7 separate regions of the Mus musculus genome follow, and all the other regions are linked to region 4. A link is a contact called in public HiChIP or PLAC-seq and promoter capture Hi-C data. All regions are on one chromosome and are shown on one strand. The core of a region is the stretch at or near the end of the contact, and the rest is flanking DNA. Distances in the headings are between cores, read along the strand shown. Region 1 has its middle 120 kb from the start of Smc2os. Region 2 has its middle 88 kb from the start of 4930552N02Rik. Region 3 holds the start of Smc2 (structural maintenance of chromosomes 2). Region 4 holds the start of Grin3a (glutamate receptor ionotropic, NMDA3A). Region 5 overlaps Smc2 (structural maintenance of chromosomes 2). Region 6 has its middle 61 kb from the start of C630028M04Rik. Region 7 has its middle 150 kb from the start of Smc2os.

The links. Promoter capture Hi-C pulls out the DNA fragments that hold promoters and counts their contacts. HiChIP or PLAC-seq counts read pairs in DNA pulled down with a chosen protein or histone mark.
Region 1: an H3K27ac HiChIP or PLAC-seq map of SST interneurons shows a contact between it and region 4, with 11 times the contacts expected there. The contact joins the enhancer-like site here to the promoter of Grin3a in region 4. A contact is called at or near these places in 9 of 39 promoter capture datasets (the 3T3-L1 cell line, embryonic stem cells, frontonasal cranial neural crest and 6 more) and 3 of 115 datasets of contacts at active chromatin or transcription factors (SST interneurons, astrocytes and stem cell-derived neural progenitor cells).
Region 2: an H3K27ac HiChIP or PLAC-seq map of SST interneurons shows a contact between it and region 4, with 17 times the contacts expected there. The contact joins the enhancer-like site here to the promoter of Grin3a in region 4. A contact is called at or near these places in 1 of 39 promoter capture datasets (hippocampal neurons), 4 of 484 Hi-C or Micro-C datasets (cerebral cortex, cortical neurons and palatal mesenchyme) and 4 of 115 datasets of contacts at active chromatin or transcription factors (SST interneurons, astrocytes, embryonic forebrain and 1 more).
Region 3: a contact with region 4 is called in a promoter capture Hi-C map of hippocampal neurons, with 12 times the contacts expected there. The contact joins the promoter of Smc2 here to the promoter of Grin3a in region 4. A contact is called at or near these places in 2 of 39 promoter capture datasets (cranial neural crest and hippocampal neurons), 2 of 115 datasets of contacts at active chromatin or transcription factors (astrocytes and forebrain) and 1 of 9 other capture datasets (adipose tissue).
Region 5: a promoter capture Hi-C map of hippocampal neurons shows a contact between it and region 4, with 14 times the contacts expected there. The contact joins the enhancer-like site here to the promoter of Grin3a in region 4. A contact is called at or near these places in 3 of 39 promoter capture datasets (frontonasal cranial neural crest, hippocampal neurons and second pharyngeal arch cranial neural crest) and 2 of 115 datasets of contacts at active chromatin or transcription factors (astrocytes and forebrain).
Region 6: a contact with region 4 is called in a promoter capture Hi-C map of hippocampal neurons, with 8 times the contacts expected there. The contact joins the enhancer-like site here to the promoter of Grin3a in region 4. A contact is called at or near these places in 3 of 39 promoter capture datasets (hippocampal neurons and liver) and 2 of 115 datasets of contacts at active chromatin or transcription factors (astrocytes and stem cell-derived neural progenitor cells).
Region 7: a promoter capture Hi-C map of hippocampal neurons shows a contact between it and region 4, with 9 times the contacts expected there. The contact joins the enhancer-like site here to the promoter of Grin3a in region 4. A contact is called at or near these places in 3 of 39 promoter capture datasets (embryonic stem cells, hippocampal neurons and liver) and 2 of 115 datasets of contacts at active chromatin or transcription factors (SST interneurons and astrocytes).

The regions. Positions count from the first base shown.
Region 1 is chr4:52,317,623-52,321,957 of GRCm38.p6, reverse strand. It overlaps the pseudogene Gm12467. Among named protein-coding and RNA genes, the nearest start is that of Smc2os, 120 kb to the left of the region's middle. Within about 2 kb of position 2,232, at least 1 of the 459 cell types and tissues checked has an H3K27ac peak or open chromatin away from gene starts, as enhancers often do. A contact at or near this core is called in SST interneurons, where this site is marked.
Region 2 is chr4:52,724,419-52,728,284 of GRCm38.p6, reverse strand. No RefSeq gene overlaps it. Among named protein-coding and RNA genes, the nearest start is that of 4930552N02Rik, 88 kb to the left of the region's middle. Within about 2 kb of position 1,909, at least 3 of the 459 cell types and tissues checked have an H3K27ac peak or open chromatin away from gene starts, as enhancers often do. A contact at or near this core is called in SST interneurons, where this site is marked.
Region 3 is chr4:52,437,280-52,441,301 of GRCm38.p6, reverse strand. Smc2 (structural maintenance of chromosomes 2) reads right to left here and starts at 2,081. Exons shown (of 25, transcript NM_001301412.1): 1 at 1,892-2,081; 2 at 879-1,101. The coding sequence starts at 1,046. Smc2os (structural maintenance of chromosomes 2, opposite strand) reads left to right here and starts at 2,338. Exons shown (of 2, transcript NR_045175.1): 1 at 2,338-2,650.
Region 4 is chr4:49,844,077-49,848,189 of GRCm38.p6, reverse strand. Grin3a (glutamate receptor ionotropic, NMDA3A) reads left to right here and starts at 2,421. Exons shown (of 9, transcript NM_001033351.2): 1 at 2,421-3,807. The coding sequence starts at 3,109.
Region 5 is chr4:52,459,753-52,463,725 of GRCm38.p6, reverse strand. Smc2 (structural maintenance of chromosomes 2) reads right to left here. Exons shown (of 25, transcript NM_001301412.1): 13 at 3,430-3,568; 14 at 2,557-2,676; 15 at 719-923. Among named protein-coding and RNA genes, the nearest start is that of Smc2, 23 kb to the right of the region's middle. Within about 2 kb of position 2,220, at least 16 of the 459 cell types and tissues checked have an H3K27ac peak or open chromatin away from gene starts, as enhancers often do. A contact at or near this core is called in hippocampal neurons, where this site is marked.
Region 6 is chr4:52,109,990-52,113,844 of GRCm38.p6, reverse strand. No RefSeq gene overlaps it. Among named protein-coding and RNA genes, the nearest start is that of C630028M04Rik, 61 kb to the right of the region's middle. Within about 2 kb of position 1,829, at least 1 of the 459 cell types and tissues checked has an H3K27ac peak or open chromatin away from gene starts, as enhancers often do. A contact at or near this core is called in hippocampal neurons, where this site is marked.
Region 7 is chr4:52,283,923-52,288,035 of GRCm38.p6, reverse strand. It overlaps the pseudogene Gm12467. Among named protein-coding and RNA genes, the nearest start is that of Smc2os, 150 kb to the left of the region's middle. Within about 2 kb of position 2,540, at least 9 of the 459 cell types and tissues checked have an H3K27ac peak or open chromatin away from gene starts, as enhancers often do. A contact at or near this core is called in SST interneurons and hippocampal neurons, where this site is marked.

The sequences.
Region 1 (4,335 bases), core at 983-3,482, 2.5 Mb before region 4:
CTGAGTATCTCGAGCCGTGGAGACAGGATATGCAGGTGTGTTCGAGGATGGCTACAGACATAGACACCAAGAACCTCAGAGGTATTTCTAACACATTCAGGCCTCCTGCTGCACTAGTTGGAAGCTCCTCATGTAGGAACAATTTAAGTACACTCTGTGGCATGTTGCTTATTAGAAAACTGCATTATTTTGCATTAAAAAAGTCTTACGGGTTTGTTGCTATTTTTCCTAGTTTCTTAACTGTTTATAAAAACCCTCATGCTTTACAATTTTGTGCTATTGAATATTACGTTGTGTAATATACCTGAAACTTTGAATATTATAAGTTATTATAAAGTATAAGAGTTTACAGAAGAGAGATTGATAGTGTTTACATGCTGTGAATTCCAACTCATTCTAGAACCTTCTTAAGGCACAAGACATTGATTTGCTGGCTGCATTCAAGATCTTTCCTGAGACCTATTTGACAGGAATATAGGTTCTTGTTTTTATATATCCTATATATAAATATAGGATTACACATTAGTCTACTCTTTAACTCCTTAGATTTGTGTCTCTAGTCATACTACCCTGAATACACTCAGTCTGGTTTTATAGTAGAAACTTAGTAAGGTCAGGTCTAGTTAGTAATTGTAGAGGAATTTTAATTCAGCAACATGGATGCTCTGGCAAAAGATGACTTCCAAAGATATGATCTGGCTGAATGCAGACATGCCATACACCTTTAATCCCTTTTACAGACACGTCCTTAGTACACACCTTTGATCCCAAACAATGACGTCCAATTGCGGGGGTCAGCGGGAGGGGGGGTGGGGGGGGGAGGAAGACAAAGTGACATATCAGAAAGACTTGACAGAATGAGTCAGAGATAAGATATTCCTTAACTCTCACAAGAATAGACAGGAAAGAGAGGCTACGTAAAGAGCAGTGAGGGAGAGAGAATCGAATGGAATTCAATTCAGTGCATTTCAGTTCAGTTTTGTTTGGAGGCTTTCAAAGCAGAGCAATTCAGTTACAAACCAAGAGAAGCCAATTTGAATCAGCCAACTTGGAGAGGAATTTGAGCCAGAACAGCTGAGCTGAACCAGCTAGCTAGAGTTCAGAAAGAACTAGGAAGAGTAAATGTATTAGCAGGAAGTCTCAGAGGTCTAGGTTAGCAAGTGGAGACCAGAAGCTAAAGCCGTCAACGTCTGAGCTTGCAGAAGATTAGTTTGTATGGAGGCTATGAGCTTCCAGGCCTAGGCCTTGGGACAGTTAGATAGAAACACTCTAGGCTCAGCCCAAGTCACATTTTTGCACAGCTTGTGTACAGCTCTCAACTTGTCACTTCATCTTAGGAAATAAAAATGACATTTATAAGTGCTAGATGGGAGCTGTGTTTGGAAAATGCTTCCAGTGAATCTTACCTCAATTCACCCAAATGTGCTCCAAGTTCTGTCAGTGACTAAATGGGTAAAGGGAGTCCCTTTCTCATCTATTGTGGTGGCCATTCTCAGATCCAGAGGAATGAATTAAGGAGTGATCCCAAGCCTTTAAAGGCCTACCCACTCACATGAGAAGTACTTATCAGAAAACCCCACGTTCAGAATGATCAAAGTTATGCATTTGTTAATAAAACCTACCTATTATTTCTCAATGTCATTTTTCCCTTTCATTTATCCTTTAGCGGAGAACACCTGAAGGGAGAATGAGTGTCAGCATTTCAGCATCAGTACCATGGGCTAAACTCTGACAGTAGGTGAGCAGGGGGGAAAATCAATCCCTTCTGTGCTCCTGAAAAGCACCTGTGGTAGGGTGATAAATGTTTAAATAAACAGCTACAGTGTCATGAAGACAGGCGATAAGGATGTGCAAACTGGTTTTCTGCAAGCAGTTCTAAAAGGGCCAGGAAGGATTCCAGAATGCAGTGATGTCCACATTGAGTCTTAAAGGGTACATAAGAGCTTGATAGTGGAAAAATCACAGCAGTCATTCTGGGAAAAGGGTAGGATAAACAAATGCACAGGGCTGCTTGAGAAGAAAATCTTTCAAGGTTTGCAATAGCTGGAGCATGAAAAACAGCAACGTATTTGGAAACTTTGAGGATAATGTAACTGGAAATCATTTACAAGGCTCTTGCTGCAGAAATTTAGATCAGAAATACAATTCCACAATGGCATTATATATGACTTTAGAGCAGACTCACTCCCAGTTTACATACATACTTTGCATATATGCAGATTTTTGCAAATGCAAGCTGAGTTCTTGGGGCACTGAATCAGGAAACCTGGGTGTGTTCTGAATGGGCTGCAGCAATTCCTGTGTAAATCTGCAAACACGGCAGAAAAGTATTTTTAACATACACAGTAATCACAACACTCACTAGAAAATCATGTATGTCTATGCATTTCGACTATTTTCAGTGGCAAATTGCTAGGTTAGGAAATATCATGGCCTTTTAGACCAAAATTCTGTCTCACTGTTTTTGACGTTTTACAATGTGATTTAGTTTTTTTTCTTCTTCTTTTCATTATAGTGATAATGGTTTACCTTTCTTCTGTTTGAAAAAATATTTTAAAATTTTCAGGGCAGTGATAGCCCAAGTCCTATTTATAAGTTTCTTAGAAGTGAATTCTTCAATTAAGTGATTAATAATGCTCACCTTAAGAAATATTGTTTTGGACTACATTTTCTGCTTACTTAGTCTATCTGTGATTTGTGGTTAGGCCTTTCTCCTCACCAGATACTATTTATGATGTTCATTTGGGTGTGTTCTGGCATGTAAGAAAAGTCACAGCCTGTCCCACAGTAGATGAAAAAAAAAAACCAAGCTGCTACTGTCTTCAAAGTGTCACTGTAGGGCAACCTGAAGTTTCCTGAGATGTAATATTTCCTATTTGCAGTAAGTGTAACTTCATTCTGCCTTGGTACTATTTGTTGTATGATTGCATTATATTAGCTAAGACAAAAATAAAAACAAAAACAGACCAAAACCAAATCATGAGTTTGATTTTACAAAGCAAAGTACAAATGTTACATACATTTGTACATAGCACCATACAGGCAAATACATAGTCTCTATATGTATTACAAAGTAATAAAATCTACCAAGAGAGGATCTTTCTTTCTTTCTTTCTTTCTTTCTTTCTTTCTTTCTTTCTTTCTTTCTTTCTTTCTTCATTTATTTATTGTGTATGTGTGTGTGTGTGTGTGTGTGTGTGTGTGTACATACGTACGTGCATGTATGTGTTGCTTGAGGAGGTCAGAGCAGAACTTGCAGGAGTCAGTTCTTTTCTTTCACCTTGTGGGTTCTAGGAATCAAACTCAGGTATTCAGGACTGGGGTAAATGCCTTTATTACTTGAGCCAAGTGACCCAGCACTACGTTTTACTTTTGAATGTTAATTTTTGAAAAAAAATTAATTTGGCCTCCTTTGCTCCTGGGTGAGCATTATCCCCTGTGTAGGTTAACTCCAATCAAATTATTTTATATGAACATATATTCTCTCTATATATTAATATTTTATATACATTTTCTCTCTCGTATATATATATATGTATATATATATATATATACACACACATATTTATATTTAGGGATCTACTATCTAATTTGGTTTAAGACTTGTTGCACAGGATAGAATGCATACTTGGTACTATAAATATTGCCAAAATTTCATGGTTGAGGAGTGTCTTTTACTGTTCTATTTTGCTGTGCAGAGACCCCCACAATCATAACAATTCTTATAAGAGAAAGCATTTAATTCGGGGTGTGTTTACAGTTTCAAAGTCTTAGTAGATTTTCATCATGGCAGAGAACATGGCAACAGGCGTGGCAAGCATAGTACTGGACCATGACATGTAGGGAGAGAGAGAGAGAGAGAGAGAGAGAGAGAGAGAGAGAGAGAGAAGAAGAAGAAGAAGAAGAAGAAGAAGAAGAAGAAGAAGAAGAAGAAGAGTGAAGAGAGACGGGGACTGGGTCTTATTATGAGCTTTTGAAACCTCAAAGCACATCCCAAGTGACACACTTCAACAAAGCTACACCTGCTGATCCTTCAAATGCCATTAAAGAGTTCTAGGTTCTACTCCCTGGTGACTAAGCATTTAGCCATGTAAAACTATGGGGACTATCCTTATTCAAATCATCACAGGAAGCTTATAGGTCCCAGAGATAAACCTATTACTATTGTATTAATGGACATCATATCAAACTTTTGCTAGATCGCTCTCTCTCCACAGAGATGAGCACAGACAGCTCTTAAGCCTCAGCGGAGACGTTTCTTTGTACAGTGGATGATGATTAACTCAGGAACTCACAACTGAACAAAATGCAGAGAATGAATGAAAGTGGAGTGGT
Region 2 (3,866 bases), core at 660-3,159, 2.9 Mb before region 4:
GAAGGTGGAAGATGGGTGTTTGCATTACTGTCATCAAAAGAGCAACTGTCACTTCTTGTGTTTTTAACTTCACACAAGTTTCCTTTAGAAAGGTTTTAAACAGAGTCCTCCAACCTGCTTTAAAAATCTTCCATTTTGTGAAGAACATGAAGATAGAATAACCTCTTTGTCTCATGCCCCTTCAGCCCACCAGTGTGTACATACATTAGAATATCACTGTACCCCCAACATGTATATAATTGTTGCTTATCAATAAAAGTGGAAAAGGCTTTAAATACGTATCAACATCTGATTTTGACATCCGAGGTGAGGAACTTGGACAGCACAGACGGAGGGGAGGGGTCCCGTCGTCAGTGGGACTGGAAAGCACTTAACTTGCAGCTGGATCAGTTGAACTCTGAGAAGTATTTTTGCAAGGGTGGCAGTCATCAGACATGTGTATGGAGGAAATGAACAGAATTCTGCAGCTTCTACCTAAAACGTTGTGGATGATACTGGGCACTAAACCCAGGGCTCCCCACATGCTAAGCAAGTGCCCCTAAACTCGGATACAGCCTCAGCTCCTTGTATAGTCTTGGTTTGAGACAGATTCTTTCTAAGTCACCTAGGCTCACCTCCCACCGCTCATATAACCCAGCCTGCCCTTGAATTTTTGGTTGTCCTGCCTCAGCCTGTCAAGTAGCTGGGATCACAACCTTTCACTACAAGGTCTAACCAAGGTTTTGCTTAAATAATGAAGTATATAGTCCACAACATCACAATACTGTGAAAATATTAATAATAATTTTAAGGAGATGGTAAATATGTTTGCTTTCATGAGGAACCATAATTTAAACTTGAGCATGATGGGACATGTTTGTCGTCCCAGAACTAAGACAGAAGTATAGAGATGACAAGTTTTTAAGGTGAGCCTAGGCTACATAGTGAGTTCCGAGGCAACCTGGGCTTGACATAAGAAGAGCTTCTATCAGAAAATAAGGTGATCATAGAAAAATCAAGAAATGCTGTTTAAGATGTTTAATTATTCACAGCTTATGTTAATTATAGTCTTTGTGTACCATCTACATTGAGAAGTGGTTTTACTCTTTAGTACCTTTACAGACATATGTAAGTGTTCATATAGACATATTAATGAGTTAAAAACCAATTCAGAAATAGACCTGTTCTCTACAGCGACTGTTTATGGCATTAAGCTAGAATATGATGACCTATTACCTGCATAGCCAAAGCTGGCTGTGCTCAATAAACGTTTGAGGTGTAAATAAAAAAAAGTTCCATTTAGATAGATGTTTAAATTGTAATAATGTAATTATCCAAGAGTTCTTTCAAAATATTGTAATCCAACCATATATGCACAGAGAAGTGAGATAAAATAGCAAAATTATGCTTTTGTTGCAAGATTTGTTGGGCTGTGGGATAGCACTGGACAGTTCCGAAACTGACCGCTAGATGGCAATAGCTCTACATCTCGCTATCATGCTATCGCGCCATCCTTCCCTAGTGGTCTTCGAGGTTGCTCCTGGAATAATTGTTATCTCTGCAGATATTTGCCAAGAAAAGACGTATTGGCTTTAGGAATTCTGAGATTGATATTGCTAATGAAAACGCATTCCTATGCCTGGTTCTTGCTGCGTACATCTACGACTATCGCAACCGTTACCCCTCAATTTGATTAGCTAGGAGCTGTGAATCATTATAGCAAAATCAATAGAAAATTCATTTTAAGCTGTGAGTTCATAAAGGTCTGAGTATGAAAAGTTTAAGATAATTGCATTGTTTTAATGTAGCGTTCTAACACTCTCTTCCCCACCCACCTTTCAGACCACAGTTTTGGACCATCAGCACAGCAAACATGTTGAAGGCAGACTTGAAGGCTGTATCCCTGCCCCTCTGCCTGGCTACGGCTGTGTGTTCACTAAGAATCCACCTGACGGCAGCTGAATGCGAGCTATATTCTTCCCCATGAAACAGATCTATGAAGGGAACTTGCAAAATGCATTTGATCTTGGATTTTTCAAAGAAAAGACAATTGAAAATATAGCAGCAAGTGTGTCGCACGAAACTGTTCAGCTCTATACCTTGGGAAAATAATACCATGTAATTTTCTCTTGATATGAGAAGAAAATAGGTATCAACATCCTCCTGGGCTGTTTTATTTGAATTCACTCTTGTAACCATCAGAGGGAAGTAGGCGGGAGCCATGTGCAACCAAAGAGCGGAAGTGAGCCCCGATCAGCTGTATCTAAAGGCCTCACAAATGGGGTGTGGCTGTGCTGGACCATCGATGTCTGAAGGCCTCACAAACAGAGCATGGCCATCTCTGTGTTCTATTATGTGGTCGACTATCAGATCTAGATGACTCGAAAATTGGAGAAAGAAATAGGTTAGGTTAAATCCCAAGGAAACCATTGGGTCTTTAAAATTATATCTTTCTCTTTGAAAAACTACACAAGGCTATTTTCAAAAAGTATATAATATACTTTGCATATGTTCCTCCATACCCAACTACCCAACTTGGCAAATATACATTTCCAGAATGCAAACACTTTTAGCATCTTTCTTTGCAATAATGATTTGAGCTACCCCTTGTCACTATCTTTCTGTCATTTAAAGAGTATTTGAGATGCAATACACACACACACACACACACACACACACACAGAGACACACACACACGTGCATACATACTGGGGTGGGGGGGTGAGGAGCAGAGACAGAAAACTGAAAGAGAATAGAGACAAAGCCAAAAATACAGATACCTTGAATATGTATCCATAAAGTTCAAATACTATGGAAGGAGAATCAAAGACATAGCTTTTTGTGCTAAAGCTGTCTTGAGCCAGTGTGTTTTCAAATACTGACATTTTATGTGTGGTTTTTGGGTAATTAGTATTGTGGTATTGAGTGAGTCTACTATCTACACCTTGGAGGAGAAGTCACCGTGTGTTTTGAGAACAGTTATCCAGAGTATATCCTGCATTCCCTGTTTGGTAGACACCGTGTGGCATGGTGGTGGTATGTGGGTTACATGGTATGGACGAGGGGGGCCAAATCTGTTCAGCACATGTGTTGGTGGTAGGAAGTGCCTATAGCATTGGTGTTTGTTTCTTTGTTTGTTTTTGTTGTCTGTCTGTCTTTTCTTTATGGCTTAGGAATGCAGAGCTTTGGCTTTCTGTGTAATTTCTAGCCAGTTGAGGATGGAAGAAGACCGTCTGTCTCAGGAGCTCTCTGAGGAGAAAAGGATTTATTCCACTTATACTTCCACACCACAGTTCAACATCAATGAAAGTCAGGGCAAGAACTCAAGCAGGGCAGAGACCTGGAGGCCATGGAGGGGTGCTGCTTACTGACTTGCTCCTGTGGCTTGCTCATGCTTTCTTATGGAACCCAGGACCACCAGCCCAGAGATAGCACATCCCACAACAGGCTGGGCCCTCTTCCGATATCACTAATTTAGAAGATGTCCTACAGGCTAGCCTACAGCCCAGTCTTATGGAAGCACTTTATCAGTTGACCTTCCTTCCTCTTCAATAACTATCTTGTGCCAAGTTGACACGAAACAGGCAGCATGGCATCACTGGGTGATTAAACCTAAGAGTTGTCAGGTATGCTCAGGGGCTGAAGTTTTCTCAGCAGCACAGAAGGTGAGGGGAGTGGTTCAGTTCTGGTGGTGGGACATAGCATACACACAGTGTCAGAAAAGTCGGTTTTTAGGAAAGAAACTGCAGGTTTATTCATGCTTCTGCAGCCCAAAATGAGACTGAGCTTGAGTGAGAAAGTTCAAATATAGCAGAGATGGGAAGGGTATGACAGGTTCAAGGAACTGGATTGTGGAAGAGAGCATCTGACTAACTATGGTGTCCAAC
Region 3 (4,022 bases), core at 832-3,331, 2.6 Mb before region 4:
AGTTACAGAGACAAAGCAAAGTTTGGAGCTGTGACGAAAGGATGGACTATCTAGAGACTGCCATATCCATGGATCCATCCCATAATCAGCTTCCAAACGCTGACACCATTGCACACACTAGCAAGATTTTGCTGAAAGGACCCAGACTATGCTGGGGCCTAGCAAACACAGAAGTGGATGCTCACTATTGGATGGATCACAAGGCTCCCAATGGAGGAGCTAGAGAAAGTACCCAAGGAGCTAAAGGGGTCTGCAACCCTATAGGTGGAACAACAATATGAACTAACCAGTACCCCGGAGCTCTTGACTCTAGCTGCATATGTATCAAAAGATAGCCTAGTCGGCCATCACTGGAAAGAGAGGCCCATTGGACTTGCAAACTTTATATGCCCCAGTAAAGGGGAACGCCAGGGCCAAAAAGGGGGAGTGAGTAGGTAAGGGAGTTGGGGGGTGGGTATGGGGGACTTTTGGGATAGCATTGGAAATGTAAGTGAGGAAAATACCTAATAAAAAATTAAAAAAAAAAAAAAAAAGAAATGTGGGAAACTAAAAAAAAAAAAAAAAAAAAAAAAGAGCAGGTATGGACTGAGAACAGAGACTACCCAATATAACAGTGCTGGTATGCTGGTATGGGTGTTACTCCCAACAGCTTAGGAGGACAAACCTCAGGCAAGGCCTCTGTATGTATCTTTTCGTCTGTCTACAGGATGAAACAGTAATAGTATTTGCTTAAACGGCTGCACTGCAACACAACATAACTCACATGAAGTACAAACAAAACACATGAAGTACAAACATGCAAAGAAAGAAAACCCAAAGTCTCCACAGATTAACAGATTCTCTTGCCAACACATAAGTCAGAAAAGCTGACACTTTACCTGGGACAGGTTGGAGATGCCTAGGAGAAAGCATATGGAGTCCAATATGTTGGATTTTCCACTACCATTTAAACCAGTGATCGCATTGAAGAGGGGGTCAAAACCATTGACTTCAGTCCTCTGTGCATAGGACTTGAATCCTTCGAGAATGATTGATTTAACATACATTTTCTAAACTGTCTTGGGTTAGTAAGCCTGTTAGGCAACAAGCTACAAGTCACGTCTGTATAAAACAGAAATAAGATCATTTATGTAGAATGTTAAAAACCCTCAAATCATAGTAAATACGACAGGATACACAATAACGTAAAGTAAAAAAAAAAAAAAAAAAAAAGAAAAGAAAAGAAAAGAAAAAATACACCTGCCAAACTACTTTTTCTCCTAAAAACAGCTGGCTCAGATTTTAAAACATCCAACCGTTAGCCAATGCCGGTAAGTTAAACCATTTAACCTAAAAATCATCTTTATCATTACTGTCCACTTTCCTAGGTTCGTGTTGCACTACAATACTGTAGTTAACAGAGACTACTAATTATTTCCCATTTCATTATCCTTGCCACAGACGACACTGGACTGAATACTCTTTACTGCACACCACTTAGCATACATCTTACAGGAGTCCTTCATGGATCTCCCTAATAGCACGCACACCCATCCTCTCCTTCCTTTTTCCTCCACAGCAGTAAAAGATGACATCAGTCGGCACCGTCTTTCCAACTCATTCTCGGTCCCGTTGTGCTTTTTTGCCTACATACGACCTTAACTCTGTTTACACTCGACTCTCAGAACCCGGGTAGTTAGTGAACCTTAAGGGCGAAGTGAATCCATTCTACTGCCTCGTTTTAAAATTCCGTGTTCTCTCGCTTGCCCAAGCCTTTCTCGATTCACCTTACGGATGAACAACAGTCAACATCTCTAATTCTCGCTTCAAGTCCCTCCTTGAGAATCTTGCCCACCCCTGTGCCTCATCTCCCGCCTGGACACCAGGCCGGGCCAAGAGCAGCACTACGCACCCGCCACAAAGCGGCTGGCCAGGGGAACCAGCAAAGTTCCAACCCGACGCGAAAGTGGACAGTGAGGCCACCCGACCTGTACTCAGGCGCTACCGGGCGAACGCCACCATCCCGGGCACCGCATCCGCTGCAGCCAACAACCGTGCCGGAACTGTTCCTTTGAATTTCGGCGCGAGCAAAGGACCCCAACTCCGAGGCGTCTGCGCTCTGTTGGTGCCTAGTATCTGCCTGACTGAAGCGCTTCCTCTTTTGCCCTAAGGAAAAACACAGAAACGACATAGCGACAATAAATAATAGTTTTAATATTGGAAGGTAGGAGACTATACCGTTTTGAACATGGAAAGCGAAAATGAAGATAGGTCGTGCTGACATCGCGTCAGGCATGCTCTGGGCAGCACCTCTTCCAGGTCTGGGCCTCGCGCGTTGCCGGCCCCGCCCTCTTTCTGGCCCTTTCAGGCTATCGGTCGGAGCCTTGGCTTCTGTCCGCAGGCTCCGCCCCCTCCCGGTCTACGCTCTTTGCTGCGGGGCGCGGCCGGGGCGGGCCGGGGCGGGGGCGGGCCGGGGGTCCCGGGACCCTTCGAGGATATTACAGGGTGGAAACCAACACTAGTGAGAAAAGTCCTCTGAGGCTTCATTTTCTACTAATTGAAGAGAAAGGCACTGGCTTTGAAAACACAAACCAAAACCAGTTCCAGTTTCCGGAGGGGACTGTAGGCCTGCAGTATGTGGAGTTTGGTGGAAGATGCTAGGCAAACGGCTGTAAGATTTTTTTTTTTTTTTTTATGCCGAAAACCTGTTTAATGATAAGCAGTGGCTGACGTACCGGTTCACGAAATGTTGCTGAAGCTTCTTAATAACAGTTTGTATTTACAGAGTTCTGTAGATCGGGTAGCTGTGTTTCAAAGGCTGTCAAGAATTTCCTCAACAAACGTGGAACCCTAGTGTTTCCTTTTGTACAGACGAGTTTATTGAATCACTGGGTTAAACGACTTATAAGTGAAGAGAGATTTTTGTTCCAGGCTGCCTAACTACAGAGTGTGTACTCCTAAACTTATTATCTACAACTGCTAATTTTACATTGCTAGTTAGAGCTGATCCCCATCAACTATGTAATTTAAAAAAAAAATGGTGTTGGGATTATTTATATTTAAGCATCAATACTAAGAGAAGGGCTTAGCTTTGTTTTTTTTATTGAAAATTTATTTTTTTTCCTACCGTATATTCCGATTAGTTTTCTCCGCCCCAACCTCTCCTAGAACCTCCTCCATTTCCACACTCACCCAAATCCACACATTTTCTTTTCTCTTTCTCATAAGAATATAAACAGACATCTAAAATGATGATGATAAAATAAGATTTTAAAAACAGAAGGACCAAATAAACAGGAGGGGGAAAAAAGCCAAAGAAAGAGCATTAGAGACACAATGAGACACATTCACACAGAGATATACACACAAAACATAAAAACAAAAGCAGAAACCATAATACATAATAAACAAAAGATTTTTAATATTAAATGGAAATGTTCAGACAAAGCAGTGTGAGACAAAAACCCTCTAAAAATACCATTAAGTTCGTTTTATGTTGGCCATCTATTGCTAGGCATCGGGAGGGACTACCCTTAAATATGGTTTGTACACCCAGACATCACTGGAAAAATGATTTGCTCTGCAGCAGTTATCAATTGGATATAGCTTCTGGGTTAGGATGGAGGATTGTTTCTATTTTCCCTCTCAATACTGGCTTAGAACTGCAGGTCCTGTGCATGCTGAAATTTACAGTGGTAGACAGGGAGGAAAGTGAAGATCGCCTTCCTGAACCTGAGAACTTCCTAGGCAAGCATTGGCAGCAGGTTCTCAAGTAAAAAGTGCCAGACTGCCTGGCAGTGGTGGCGCGCGCCTTTAATCCCAGCACTTGGGAGGCAGAGGCAGGCGGATTTTTGAGTTCGAGGCCATCCTGGTCTACAGAGTGAGTTCCAGGACAGCCAGGGCTATACAGAGAAACCCTGCCTCGAAAAACAAAGAAACAAAAAAGAAACAGTACAGTATCTATAATAGTATGCTACCTGCCTTCCTGTGGTATCAGCCTATTTGTCTGTGAAATTAGCTAACACCACTTTAATAAAGATATT
Region 4 (4,113 bases), core at 1,172-3,671:
ACAATCTTAGTCTGAAAAGGCAGAGAATTCATTTATTCTAACTGGGATTAAATCACCTAATCCCAGGATAGCCTTATGCCTGTGCACAGTAGGTTTTACTAACTGATTATTGAGTAATGAAAGGGTTTTTAAAATTATGGTCTTGTAGGCACGAAAAAGAGAGGAAGGGGAAGGGAAAGAGGAGAGATAAGAAAAGGCGAAAAGAAGAATGTCAGAGTTGCTCTGCAGTGACAAGAGAACCAGGTGGCAAAAGGAGGACAGAGAAGAAGAATAGCACAGGGGCTGGGGAGAAGCTCCTCTGTAAAGTGCTTGTCACTGAAGCCCGAGGGCCTGAGTCTCCTGAATCTACTCTAAAAAACCAGGCATGGCATGGTAGCATGCACCTTTAATACCAACAGTAGGAAAGAGAGACAGAATACCAAGGATCTCAATGGCCATCCAGGTTAGCCTTATCATTGAGTTCCAGGTCTCACTGAGAGAGACTTTGTCCCAAAGACAAGACAAGCTAGAATGCTTCTGAGGCACAAAGCAGAGGGTGACCTCTGGCCTCCACCTGAGCTAACACAGATGTGTACACGTACATAGACACACACACACACACACACACACACACACACACACACACACACAAACACACCAAAAGGAATGACGCAGAGTAGAAAGGACCTGGGGAGACTCGAAAACAGAAAAGGAAGAGCTCTTCTTCCAGTTCACAAGCTTCCACCAGGGCTCCGTCAGTACCAAGCTCAGAACTATGCAGCTCATCTGAGAATAACCAGGTCAGCCACACTCTCACGGCCATGATGAACTTGTAAGTAGCCTAATGCCCAAAGTGAATCCAACAAAACCTTTCCCAGTCAGGCCAGGCTACTCTCTATCAACACCTACTCTCTGAGGAACTTCATCTGAGCACACATGCAATGCCATGGTGCTAACGGTTGCTATGCAGAGTCACAGTTATAGGCACTCCTTAGTCTTCCATACACATACTCCAGCTCCTCCTAACGGCACGGGTGAGAGCCTCAAGTCCCTGCCGTGCAAGGACCACACATTCTACACTATACTTTGTATCTCAAGCAATGTGGTACTCTGGGATAAAGGAGATTGCTGACAGAGCTTTGATCTCTCTCTGACCTCAAGAGAGAACAGGGGCTTTCTATTCTGATTTAGCCCCCATTAAGCGTTTACTTCCCAATGGTGGAAGTTTTTTTAACCCTGAAGCAACTCCATCTTACAAAACTTACTTTGTGCTGAGACAAAGAGTCTTCTCTTTGCCAGGTTCTCAAGAATTTTATTTGTCTATAGTTTCATTATCCCAAAATTTAAAACATGGTGGAAACTTAAACTCAAGAATCAAAACAACTTTTTAGAGCTAAAGGTTTGATGTATTTACATAGTAATTTAGCAGCTCCAAACAACAGGGCAAGGACAGGTCAAATAAATTGCCGAGGTCACAGTTCTCCAGAGGTGATATTGGACTCAGTATTGCTGATCACCAATGCTGTTAGTCACGTAGTCATCTCCCCCACCCTCCTCATGAATGATTCCTGTAACATAAAAAGTAGTCAATTTGCAATATGTGTGGCATCCATAAGATTTCCTTAACCCTTTTGCGTTTTTTCTGATGTCACTTATTAAATGGGGAGAAAGTTTAGATAATAGGCTCATTGACCCCTGGGTTGCTGTATAAATGAAATAACTCACAAGAAACTACAACCTGGACACTCTTGGTCTATATACTACGGACAACTGGTGAAGGCTTTTTAAGCTCTGAAAGTACTTTTATTGCATTTTATTTATTTTATGTCTGGGATGGATGTGAGCACGTGAATCTTGCCACGCAGGGGTGCACGTTGGAGGACAACTTTCTTGAGTCAATTGTCTCTTTCCATCTTAAAGGACCTGGGGATGTAAATGCAGTTGTGAGGCCTGGTGGCCAGCTCTTTAACTTCTTGAATCGCTTTGAATCCACGTTTTTTATCCCGAGAATCAAAAAAACAAGACCCCTTTAAAAACGCATAAGCTCCTCTGCCAAAGAAAAGCAAGAAGAAATCAGATGTGTAAATAATTCTTGCTTTAATACTCTGGACTAGAAAAACCCTTTAGAGTGGTGTCGCCAAGGGATACTCCTTAAAGTCACAGTGGCTTTTAACCGGTCCCTGTGACCCATTAGGCTTCAGATCTCTCAGTACCGACTCCGAATTCAGAAATCCCCCAGGCTGTCTTTGCGTACATCCGCCAAAGGGAATTGTGCCAACTACAGACTCTGCGTTTGAGGGGCGAGGACTTTGCAGGGGCGCGGGACTGTGCGGCAGGAGAATCTCACCATCAGTGGGCGTTTAGCGCAGCCAAGCGACAGGCTGGCGCCAGGGCTCTGCTACTGGGAGGCGCCGGCTGAGGCGGGGAGAACTTTGGCGCTCAGAACAGAACCACCCTTCGCTGGCCAGTTGTGTCGCTCCTCCAAGGAAGCCGCGGAAGTGGCGCCTGGGCGAAAAGCCCGGCAGAAAAAGGAAGAGAGGAAGTAGAAAGGGAAGAGGGGAAAATGAACCAGGCGCTGGGGGAGCCCGCGGTAAGGTGGCCGGCGGGGAAAGGAAGCAGGTTCGGCAGCTGCTTTTCCGCACCCCGTGCGTGAACGCCCTCTCCTCTGCCACCCCAGTAAATAAGTGGGTGTCTCCTGAACTGAACAGCAAGAGAAAAGAAGCCAGCCAAGTGAGAGTACAGCTCCTCTGTCACTGCCGCCCCCTTGCAAGTCTGGCGGCTTCTCGCGGGGCCAGACGCTGCGCCCCAGGCGCCCTGCAGATGGGGTGGACAGGGACCCGGAGCTCAAGCCACGGGTGACCCGCGCTGGCCAACCGGCCTGCGGCGCTTGCGGAGGATGCTAGGCGGAGGAGCCCTGGAACCGCATCCGACACTGCCCGGCGTCCGCTAGGCTGCAACTTGGAATGCCCAGGGAGCGGTCCGGCTCCTGTGACCACTTCGCCGCGTCTAGGGAAGCTGCGCTCAGGATTTGGAGGCAGAGACCTCAGGCGGCGGAGACCTCCGGCGGCGGCTGCAGAGGGAAGAGCCGGGCGCAGGAGGGGGCGCGCTTTCTCCCAGCGGGTCTCAGTAATGAGGAGACTGAGTTTGTGGTGGCTGCTGAGCAGGGTCTGTCTGTTGCTGCCTCCGCCCTGTGCACTGGTGCTGGCCGGGGTGCCCAGCTCCTCCTCGCACCCGCAACCCTGCCAGATCCTCAAGCGCATCGGACACGCGGTGAGGGTGGGCGCGGTGCACTTGCAACCCTGGACCACGGCCCCACGCGCAGCCAGTCGCGCTCAGGACGGCGGCAGGGCGGGTGCCCAGAGGGATGAGCCAGAGTCGGGGACGTGGCGGCCACCGGCGCCCTCGCAAGGCGCACGTTGGTTGGGGAGCGCCCTGCATGGCCGGGGTCCACCCGGCTCCCGCAAGCTCGGGGAGGGCGCCGGGACCGAGACCCTGTGGCCGCGGGATGCCCTACTGTTCGCTGTGGAAAACCTGAACCGTGTGGAAGGGCTCCTTCCCTACAACCTGTCTTTGGAAGTAGTGATGGCCATCGAGGCGGGCCTGGGCGACCTGCCACTTATGCCTTTCTCTTCCCCAAGCTCACCGTGGAGCAGTGACCCTTTCTCCTTTCTGCAGAGCGTGTGCCACACCGTAGTGGTACAAGGGGTTTCAGCGCTGCTGGCCTTCCCCCAGAGCCAGGGCGAAATGATGGAGCTGGACTTGGTCAGTTCTGTCCTGCACATCCCAGTGCTCAGCATAGTGCGCCACGAGTTTCCGCGGGAGAGTCAGGTGAGAGGAGTCTGGTGCGTGGAGTGCTGTGCGCTGCTGGGAGTCGGGACCAGAAGGGGAGGAAGAGTGTGGGGGAAGCCTGGGTTTGTTGGCTTGTTTGTTTTTTAACTTTGATGTTTGAGGCTTGGACTATGTCCCTAGGCGGTAGGTTAGAGGACTTCAGTTGAAATAGAGTAAGACATTTTAAAAGCAGGCAGAAATAAAATGCGAAGTTGGGGGTGGGGGAGGGGTCACAGATGGAAGGAAGAAAGTGGAGATGATATGTGGTGGGGGCGGGAGGCAGTCATGTTTTGACAAGCTATGAGA
Region 5 (3,973 bases), core at 971-3,470, 2.6 Mb before region 4:
CAAATACAGAAGTGGATGCTCACAGTCATCTATTGGATGGAACACAGGGTCCCCAATGAAGGAGCTAGAGAAAGTACCCAAGGAGCTAAAGGGGTCTGTAACCAGATAGGAGGAACAATGTGAACTAAACAGTACTACCACCACCCCCAGCTGTGTCTCTAGCTGCATATGTAGCAGAGGATGACCTAGTCGGCCATCAATGAGAAGAGAGGCCCTTGGTATTGCAAAGATACCAAGTACATATGCCCCAGTACAGGGGAATGCCAGGGCCAGGAAGCAGGAGTGGGTGGGTTGGGAAGCAGGAAGGGGGAAGGTATAGGGGGCTTTGGGGATAGCATTTGAAATGTAAATGAAGAAAATATCTTATAAAAAATGCCTTAAATTTTAAAAAAGTAAATACAGTATTTTAACGTTAAAATGGGAGCAATGAAACCACACAATAAAAAAAAAAAGTTGCCTTGGTCATGGTGTCTGTTCACAGGAGTAAAACCCTAACTAAGACACTACCCCAGTGACTGGACTAGCCTAAGAACAAACAGGAATACACTTTAGAGGAATGAGTTACTGAGTTGATCCATGATAGTGAATCATAAGCCACTTGAGCGCTTTGACACTCTTCTGTACTTTAAAAAGCAACTGGGAAATAGAGAGAGAAACTGACTCAGAGGCATAAACAACTTATCAGAGAATTATTAACACAGGTAGATACACAACATACCTCCACTCAATGTTCCATGAGGATCAAATACATCACCCCCAAGGGTTACAGTTCTGGTCATTATCCTTTTATCAAAGGCCACTTTTTTGGCATTATCCATATTGTTACAAACAAATGTTGTTCCAAAGACAAATTCCATTCCTTTCTGAAGTTCTGGTTTATAGTCAACCAAGGAAAGAGCTACATGAACATTGTCAGGACCAACCTACAGGGAAAAAAAAGATCTATCACAGGACACACTACTTTCTTTGAAATATAAACTAGTAAGAACTGCAACAATATATTTAAATTATATATATACCTAGTAATAATTTTTTTACTTTAAAATATAGTTTTAACACTGAAAGACCTATTACCAACTAAAATAGTTTAAATACTAAGCACTAGGGTGGTGGTAGGTCACCCCTTTAATTCCAGCACTTGGAAGGCAAAGGCAGGTTTGAGTTCAAGACTATTCTGGTCCACAGAATGAGACCCAGACAGCCAAGGCTATGTAGAAAAACCTTATAATGGCAGTGGTTGAGGGGGGCGGGGGCGGGGGCTGGGGCAGGGACTAAAAAGCACAAACTACTATGCACTGTAAGTTTCTTTCAAGAAGCCGATACCAAGTTCGCACATCTAAATCGGCTATATAAATACAACTATAAAGTGCAGTAGTCTTTATATCAGCATAGTTACAGAATTTTGGTTTCAATTATTAATAGTATGTTTCAGTGAATGTTTTTTTTATTCAAATGAACTACAGCAGCTACTTTAAAAACCAGAAATAAGCTCGATGACTAGCTGAAAGGATAAAACGGACAGGCAAAGCCCTAGTCTTCCACTGCAGTCACAGCATCTTTGTGAACTTTACTCACAATGGCCAACTTTCCATGTTCTGACAGCAGCAAAACAACAAAGGCAGCACCATGCTCAGACCTTCTGAGCCAGCAGACACAGCATTAACAGATCTGGCTATAGACTCTAGGAGAAAATGTTCTTGCTGGTGTTTGAGATTCCAACTCACTAAACCAGGGCTTAAATCACAGGCAAACTAAGTTTGTGAACATTCCTGACACAAACTAAAACAAACAAACAAACAGAAGCCACTTTTAACTCCAAGGGCATTTTGAAATTATTTTGACTGAAATTTTCTCAATGATACTGAAGACACTGGGTACCTGCTTAGTGTCTCAACTACAAATGCTATTTCTGGGTTTCACCTAACTTTTGAACTCAAAACCCTTACAAAGCTGCTCAATAACAAGATCATTTTATTGAAAACACGGCTTCTTTTTAAAAATGATTTTATGTAAATTGGTGTTTTCCTGCATGTATGACTGTATGAGGGTGTTAAACCCCCTGAAGTTAGAGTTACAGACAGTTGTGAGCTGCCATGTGGGTACTGGGAATGGAAGTTGGATCCTTTGGAAAAACAGCCAGCTGTCTTAACTGCTGAGCCATCTATCTCTCCAGCCCAGCTTCATGTTCTGAATCAGCATTGAACGCCCACGCTGGGGGCTGGAGAGAAGCTTGTTGAGAACAGCAGCTGTTCTCCCGTCAGGCAGCTTGTGACCCCAGCTCCAGGGCAGCCAGGGACATGCGCATACCGCATATGTTCATACACAACCTTAAATAAAAGTAATAAGAATAAAAGCAAATCTTTTAAAAATTATAAGAATGTATGGAAAAATAAAAATGTATTTCCTTGTACACATCTACTTTCTTACTAGCAGATACACCACAACAGGGGCCATGTTTCGGTTGTCCAAAATTCTATGAGTATATCCCTTAAAATTACTATTTGCTAAAGCTAAAAGACAGAGATAAATGTGTAATTAAGACAAAATAAGACTTACAAGATTCTGAGCGACCCTCAGAGTTTCAGGAGCAATACATCTGGCTGAAATCTTATTGAGAGGAATTATTGTGTATCGACGCTTCAACTCCCCCTTTTCTAGTAGCTTCTTAGCAGTTACCTAAAACAAATATGAAATTGTAAGAAAAAACACTAATGGTGATTAAAAACATTAAACTAGAACGCATACAAGTTTAGGGATCACCAAATATATCTGTGGTGTGTGTCTCTCACTGTAGATTCTAAAAATATACAAACTAGATTATAGCTCAGCCTTACTGAGGATGTTTTTGTGGGCATATAAATGAACTTGGAAGGTATTTGCTAAGTGATGTAAGTCAGAAAAAACATTGCACAATGCCATTTACACACAGAATCTTAACAGGAGAAGCTGATGTAGAGACTAGAAGGTGAGGTTTGTGAGGAGGGAGAAAGTGCAGAGAAGGAGGTAAGGGGCGCAAGGCTGCAATCAGAAAAGGGAGCTGTATCTGGAAAGACCATGTATACGTAGGATGCCTTCTTCTGCTTTCTGCATGGTGTGTGTACATGCGAAGAACACACAGAAAACTAAAAGATACATCACAAAATGTTTGTGATGAGGTTAATTTACATGAACAAGAACAGTGAAATCTGAAGAAATGTAAATAAATCCAATGTTACTGTAATAAAAAAATTGTGAGATTAGTTTACAAATTTAAATAAATATAAATTTGACAGCAGAACAGAAAAATAAATGAAAATTAAATCTGTCAAAAAATTAACTAAAAAGCTTAAGTGGCTCAGAGGACTACAAAAGCACAGAATTTTTCTACCATTATATGATTTTTTAGGCAGAATATTAATTTTAAATTTTCTTTAATTAACATCCATTTACCTCTGTGTCTACTACAACATTGTAGAGTCGTTCCCCAGCCACCACTTCCAGAGCTGTGGCTGTAGAATTATCTTTCACATTTATCAGAGAAGCTACAAGTCCTTTCACAGAATTTCGATTCCAGTTCTTCTCTGGGTCCCTAAAATTAGAGAGGTTACCAAACATTAATGTTAGATGAATAGTATACTACCCTAGTTAAGAGCTCCAAACAAATGAATTATAATAGTTAGAAAATGCCAGCTATTTTCTGAATTGCAATTAAAATATTTCAATAAATTAACACAGACTTATTGTTTACCTTTAATTATGTGCATGCAGGTGAGGTGTCCCTGTGTGGCGGTAAATGCACATGAGTGCAGTTCTTGAGGAGGCCACAAGAGGGTGCTGGATCCCCAAGAGTTGAACTTAAAGGTAAGCCACCTGATGTGGGTGATAAAAACTGAACTTGGGTCCTCTGAAAGAGCAAGCAATGTGTGCTCTTAACCACTGATCCATCTCTCCAGTCTCTTTCTGAAAATTTTCCATTTAATGGAAACAACTTTGG
Region 6 (3,855 bases), core at 580-3,079, 2.3 Mb before region 4:
TACCCCCGTCCCATCCTCCCTCCCCTTTGCCTCTAAGAGGGTGCTCCTTCATCCACCCACCCACCCCTTCCTCATCCCTCTAGCATCCCCCTATCCTGGGGCATCAAACATCCACAGGACCAAGGTCTCCCCTCACATTTCATGCCAGAAAAGGCAGTCTTCTACTACATATGTAACTGGAGCCATGAACCCACCCATGTGTACTCCTTGGTTGATGGTTTAGTTTCTGGGTGCTCTGGGCGTTCCAGTTAGTTGATATTGTTGTTCTCTTTATGGGGGTGCAATCCCCTTCACCTCCTTCAGTCCTTCTCCTCCCTCCTGGAGTCCCTAGGCTCAGTCCAATGGTTGGCTGTGATTATCTGCATCTGTATTAGCCAGGTGCTGGCAGAGCCTCTCAGGGGACATCTATACCAGGCTCCTTCCAGCAAGCACTTCTTGGCATCAGTAGTAGTGTCTGGGTTTGATGTTTGCAGATGTTATGGACTCTGGATTGTCTTTTCTTCAGTCTCTGCTCATTTTTTTTTGTCCCTGTGTCTCCTTTAGACAGAAACAATTCTTGTTTAAAAATTTTGAGATGGGTGGTGGCCCCATTCCTCAACTGGAGGCCTTGCCTACCTAATGGAGGTGGTTTCTACAGGTTCTCACTCCCTGTTGTTGGGTATTTCAGCTAATGTTATCAGTGGTCCTTCCCTCACTCTACCTCCCATGATTATTTTGTTCCCCCTTCTAAGTGGGATTGAAGCATCCACACGTTGGTCTTCCTTCTTGTTAAGTGTCATATGGTCTGTGAGTTGTATCATGGGTATTCTGAACTTTTAGGCTAATATCCACTTCTCAGTGAGTACATGCCATGTATGTCCTTTTGTGTTTGGGATACCTCACTCAGGATGTGCACTAGGCAGATCTTGTGCTCCAGCCCCACCCCCATACCACCAATACCCAGAGAGCCCCAGGAGTTCTAATACCCTCAGGCTCACATGTGAGTCCCCTACTCCCTGCCCTAATACATTTCTTTGTGATGCATTGCTCCACTGAATTTCCAAATAAACAATTCCATAGTGGAAAGTAGGATTAGAGCTTAAAGACAAAGATTCTCAAAGTCTTGTTCTATCAACAAATTTTCACAATGTATTTTAATACAATTTAAACCCATCTGAGCATAGAATATATAGTTTGCTTTATGAATCAAATGAAAAATAATCCATTTTTAAAGATAAATCCTTATTTTATTAATCTGAGTAGAACTAAATCACAGTAGTTCCTATCAGAGCCTCATATCAATATCTAACAAATTTGTTTCTCCTATTAAGTCAAATCTTTTCTGAAACCCTTCTAATCTTTATTTATTTTATTCAAACTGATATGGCATTATTTTGATGAGGTATTTAAAACGAGGTGTTACCTGAAGATAACAATGAAAGCAAAAACAAGGTGTGGTGGTTTGAATAAGTATGGCTCCAATAGGCTTATATATTTGAATGCTTGGTTACCAGGGTGTGACACTATTTGAAAAAATTAAACGATTAGGAAGGGTGGCCTTCTAGGAGCAAGTGTGTCACTGGAGGTGAGCTTTCAGATTTCAAAAGCCTATGTTATGCCCAGAGGTTTTCTCTCTCTGCCTGTAGATCAGAATCTAGTTCTCAAATATAGCTCCAGTGTCTGGCTATATGCTTCCTGACATGATGATAAGGGACTGAGACTCTGAAATTCTGAGCAAGCTTTTAATTCAATGCTTTTTTAAAAATAATAATTTCCATAGCCACAGCAATAGAACAGTACTTAACACAGATGGTGTTATGGGAGTCGGTTATTTCTGTAAGAGGCTTTGATGATACTGTTTGTTGGAGGAATATGGAAGATATGGGGACTTTGGACTAGAAAAGCAGTTGGACACAACTGGTGTTTAATTGGAAATCCCAGTAATAACATGGAAGACATTGCTGAGGGCCATTTGAACTATGATGGCTCAGCTCAAAAGGTTTCAGAGGAAGAGAATGTTAGTAAGTGGCCTAGAAACCATTCTTGTAATATTTTGGCAAAGAATGTGGCTTTTTCTGTCAAAAAAAATCCACTTGATGATAAATTGAAGAGTTTTAGGTTAATGACATTGGCAGAGAAGATTTCAAAACAAACTAATACTGACTCTGTCATGTGGTTAGTAGTGGTCACTCTTAGGCAGATGCAGATCCATAATGAAAAGTTCAATTTGAGCAAGGAATAATACAAAATGTAGATTTTGAGCAGAAAAGAAGCACTAGGAAGTGGAATGGAGCTATGCCCATTTGTTTAGGAGATACAAAGTGTAAAGAAAAACCTAAGGTTAAAGAGAATAAGGCAGTGGTGATCTCAGGGCAAGACCTTATCCAGAAATGCTTTCAACTAGTGAGAATGAATTAAAGAAAATGTTACGAAGTGAATGAAACCATCAAAACCAGAAGGCTGATGCAGATATATTTGAATGAGGAGTCAAAGTTCCAACTTCATCAAGCAGCACTTGGCAGCTTTGGTCACAAAGTTTTGGCTTTAGAGTCAAGAATAGAAGAAAGAGATTGTGAAAACTCTCACAGAGAGCTAGGCATGTATCAGGGCTATCCATGCATGCAGGAGAAGAGAGGCCAGTGTATAAAGCTGTGAAGCCTGGATTTCACTGGAAAGGCCAAGGGGTTGGAGACACCAGAGTCATGGTGTACTTGCCAAGGAAAGGTACAGACTGATTTTGGAATCGGCACTAGATAGATAGATAGATTGATTGATAGATAGATAGATAGATAGATAGATAGATAGATAGGGAAAGGGAGAGAGAGATGTTACAGTCAACGAAGCTGAAAAATGTTAGAGATCTGAAGAGAACTTGGAGTTTGCCCTGCTGCTTTTAGGTCTTGCTTGGTCCAGTATTTCCTCACTATTTTCCATTTCCTCCGTTTTGAAATGGTAATGTATATTCTATGTCATTGTATATTGATATATGTGCTCTACTTTTTGATTTTGATTTTTACAGGGAATTACAGTTAAGAGATTGCTGTGAATCTTAAAAGAGACTTTGGAGTTTGAACTTTTTAAGCAGTCTAGAGACTGTTCAAGACTATGGGAATTTTTGAAATTGGACTAAATTTGAACATGGGTACAAGCCTAGAGTGGCCAGAAATTGGAATGTGGTGTTTTAAATAAGAATGGCCACCCATAGGCTAATATGTCTGAATACTTAGTCACCAAGGAGTGGTGCAATTTGGAAAGGTTAAGATTAGAATCTCTCTCTCTCTCTCTCTCTCTGCATTAAGATGGTTGTAGTTCTTATATATTGCTCCGGAGTTTGCCTGTATTCTGCTCTTGTGGTTTCTGTCATGTTGATAATGAACTAAGCTTCTGAAATTGTAAACCAGCCCCCAAGTAAATGCTTTCTCTTATAATAGTTGCTGTGTCGTGGTAATTATTAATAGCAATGGAAATATAGAATACTAAGACATAAGATCGTTCGTTAAAGAATGCTTAAGACAACACCAGTAAACAATCTCCTCATGAGGGATGTGCCTAGTCTCACTACGACTTGATATGCCATGTTTGGTTGACATCCCTGGAAGACCTGCCCTTTTCAGGAGGAAAAGAGAGGAGGGGTGGGTCTGGAAGAGAAGGGCAGCTGGAGGAAAGAACTGCAAGGTTGGAGGGAAGGGAAACTGGTAAGGACATAATATATTAGAGAAGAATAAATAAATAATAAAATAAAAGCTGATTAAAAAGAATGTCATCATGAAATCTGAACATAAAAGCTAAGGTCTAAATGGCAGTAGCAGGTGGAGAAGAAAATTTCATCATTTCTTGTTTATTGTTCCTTGTACTTGAAGTCTTATACTATTTGCA
Region 7 (4,113 bases), core at 1,291-3,790, 2.4 Mb before region 4:
TACCTCTCCTGGGCATATATCCAGAAGATGCCCCAACTGGTAAGAAGGACACATGCTCCACTATGTTCATAGCAGCCTTATTTATAATAGCCAGAAGCTGGAAAGAACCCAGATGCCCCTTAACAGAGGAATGGATACAGAAAATGTGGTACATCTGCACAATGGAGTACTACTCAGCTATTAAAAAGAATGAATTTATGAAATTCCTAGCCAAATGGATGGACCTGGAGGGCATCATCCTGAGTGAGGTAACACATTCACAAAGGAACTCACACCATATGTACTCCCTGATAATTGGATATTAGCCCAAAACCTAGGATACCCAAGATTTAAGATACAATTTCCTAAACACATGAAACTGAAGAAAAATGAAGACTGAAGTGTGGACACTATGCCCCTCCTTAGAAGTGGGAACAAAACACCCTTGGAAGGAGTTACAGAGACAACGTTTGGAGCTGAGATGAAAGGATGGACCATGTAGAGACTGCCATATCCAGGGATCCACCCCATAATCAGCATCCAAACGCTGACACCATTGCATACACTAGCAAGATTTTATCGAAAGGACCCAGATGTAGCTGTCTCTTGTGAGACTATGCTGGGGCCTAGCAAACACAGAAGTGGATGCTCACAGTCAGCTAATGGATGGATCACAGGGCTCCCAATGGAGGAGCTAGAGAAAGTAGCCAAGGAGCTAAAGGGATCTGCAACCCTATAGGTGGAACAACATTTTGAACTAACCAGTACCCCGGAGCTCTTGACTCTAGCTGCATATGTATCAAAAGATGGCCTAGTCGGCCATCACTGGAAAGAGAGGCCCATTGGACACGCAAAATTTGTATGCCCCAGTACAGGGGAACGCCAGGGCCAAAAAGGGGGAGTGGGTTGGTAGGGCAGTGGGGGTGGGTGGGTATGGGGGACTTTTGGTATAGCATTGGAAATGTAAATGAGCTAAATACCTAATAAAAAATTAAAAAAAAAATAAAACATAACAATTGTATTATTAATGGAAACCATGAATGCCTTGATTCATTTGATCACTTGGTGTATATAATACATTGTATAATATTTAAACAAGAACATATATATTCATCTCACATTTCTTTATGCAAAAAAATTAATTTTTTTAAAAAATAATTTTGTCTGGATGAGTGTTTGTCTCTCTGGATGTATGTGCACCACATATATGTCCCGTGTCACTGGAGGCCAGAGGAGAGTGACAGATGCCCATGAAACCTTCAGTGTGAGCCACCATGTTGGGAACTGAACCCAAGACCTCTGTAAAAATACTAAGTACTTCTAACAACTGACCCATGTCTTCACCTCCTCACAATGTTCTTTATGGTAAAACCACTCACAGTTTAAAGTATACAGCATACTATGGTCTCTATTCACTTTATTGTGCAACAGTGCACCAACACTTCTTGTTTGTATCTAACCTTCTAGTCAGTATTCTGGTGCTTATGTGGGGCTGGTTGTAGGGGAGATTAACATTGAGATCATCATATTGAGTAGAGCATAACTGGACCATCACCATTGTGCAGACGGGTCTCATTGGATCAGATGAAAGCATGAACTCAACAAAGAGCCTTCCACCCTGGAGTACAGAGACATTTTCCTTCCTGATTTCCTTTGAGCATCAACATTAGCTTTTTCTGCCTTTAAACTTAAGCTGAAACATTAATTCTTTCTGGGTTTGCACGTGTGAGCCTTTGAACTGCAATCCCAATTCTCATTCTGAAGCTTTTGGACTTGATGGTTCATCCTGCAGCTATTGGGAATGACTAGGTTCCATAATTGTAAGTTATTTCTTTTTAGCAAGCTCTTAGCCTCACCCCCATACTCTACACACATGTGTGTGTGCATTCAGAATATAGTATCTCTATATAGGTGTATATATGTGTCTACTGTAAACATACACATATATAGTATACTGTTTCTGTGTATATGAATGGACACACATATATTCTATATCTACACATATATGTGTTTATACATATGCATTTTGACTATATTCTGTTGTTTTGGGCAAATCTTCTTTAATGTACTTAATTTTCCAAGGACAACCATATAACCAGTCATTATGATATATGTTTTTAAACAATTCCAAAAAAGTAATTGAGTTTACCTAAGTCTTTTAACAAATCAACTCTCTGTTCAGAATGTATTCAATGTGTAAGTTAGTGAACTCTCTAAGGCAACTTCTTCCCATTGCTCCCTTTTATTTGAATAGATTTGGCCTTCTGTGTAGCACAGCGCTTTCCTGAATGCAATTCTAAATATGAGCTTTTCCTTCAGAACGATGGGTTTGAAGCTGATCTGGAAGGCAGTATCAAACAATTTTTCATTTGCTCGTTTGATTGTTCTTTTTATTGTTTTGCCCCTCGTCAAGACAGCCAACTCTTCTTTTAGCTCTAAAACTGACGTCTTTCCTCTAGATTTGCATGATGAGCTTTTAAATGTAGCTCAGAGTGGGAGTTTTAAGCGGTAATTGTTCATTTCTTTTCTTCTACACAGCAGATACTGAAATGTAGAAGAATTTGCATCTCTCCAATAATAAAGCCAGCACTTTAAACAAACATCTAAATACACACCATGGCTGATGCTTAGTGCTGTGGCTAATTGTGAGTGAGCAGAGCTATTGTTTCTGCTTTCTGGTTTTGTGCATTGAGCCTTGGGCACTAGACCAAAGTGCCAAGGCTTCTTCTAAGCTGCCACAAATATAATGTTCCTCCTCTCTGAGCTTCCCTGATAAAATCATGAGATTGGCTGCTGGCTTTGTTTGCACAGGTATGTGGTTAAAACCTTTTAAGAGCACACACTTTGTTTTTATTCAAATTCTCTGTAAAAATGTTCATCCCTCTCAAAATTACCAGATGCCTAGTCTTCCCTTCTGCATCACCACAAGATTCCCCAGTGGGGGTTGTGGCCCGCTGAGAAGTCTAGCTGACTTCCCAGCTCCATCTGCTTCTTCCTGAGAGGAGTTTTCAAGTTTCAAAGTGACTGTTTTTTTTTCCATTCATACAACTCTTATGCCTCTGTATTGTAAAAATTTCTGAACCTTCTGGTCAACCCCCAATTCCCGTAAGCCAAACTCAAAGCACAGTCTGCCCCACATTGGTCCTTGGCCAGTTCTACAGAATCAGTAGTTATAACCACTTATCTCCACATTTCATTCAGCAGTTTTCTCAGACATCAAACTTCTATTCCTTTCTTTGGTTAGCCTGCACTAAACCCGTGCCTTGTTCCTCAGTCCCTTTTCTTGGTTACTTCTTTCTGACTTCCTGGTTTACCAAGCTCAAGTCATTTTTTTTTCAATCTCTCTTTCCTTCAAAGAGAGATGCCTAAGTACAACCTCAATTTTGCTATTAGAACACTCGCAACATTACTTGAATTGTGTGTGTGTGTGTATAAAATTCATATACACTGTCTTTCTAAAAGTAATTGCCCCTTCCATTAGGTCTCTTTTGTCCAGTCTTTAAGTAGTGTTTTACATATGATTAGGATGAATTTCTTGTTTAGTATAGTGAATAACCTCCAGTCAAAATTCAAGAGTCAAGATTGTGAGGGTAATATCATTTACCTTAAGATAGGCTCTAATTCTTGCAATTTCTCTTATTTTCTATAAGTTCCTCCATATCTCCTTAGCCAGGGACCACATGACATATAATTTATTAGATCTTTACAGCAGGACTTAAGGTACAAGGTTGTCAGACGCTATATTCTCTCCTGATACACAGGTGCTCTCCCCAAGAGCTTTGTGGTTGACACTTCACTGTCACAATCCTTCCCCCCACAGTCTGTGGTCATCTCAAGGGCAGTGAGCTTGTCTGCTTTCTGGGGAAATGCTCTAGTTTAGTATATTGTACAGCCAATATACTAAGTATCTAGTTTGTTTTATTGATCCCAAGGTTTCAAAAACTCAGAATTATAAATTTCAAGTTTCTGAGTGCAAATTGTTGGGGGGCAGCATGGTGGTGGTGGTGGTGGTATACCAGATTAGATGCTGAATCAGATTTAAAAGGAGTTCTTATCAATTGCTTAACACTAATCTCATTCTCCCCCCACCCCCATTTTAAAAAAATGTAGTAGACCATTGATAACTATTTAAGC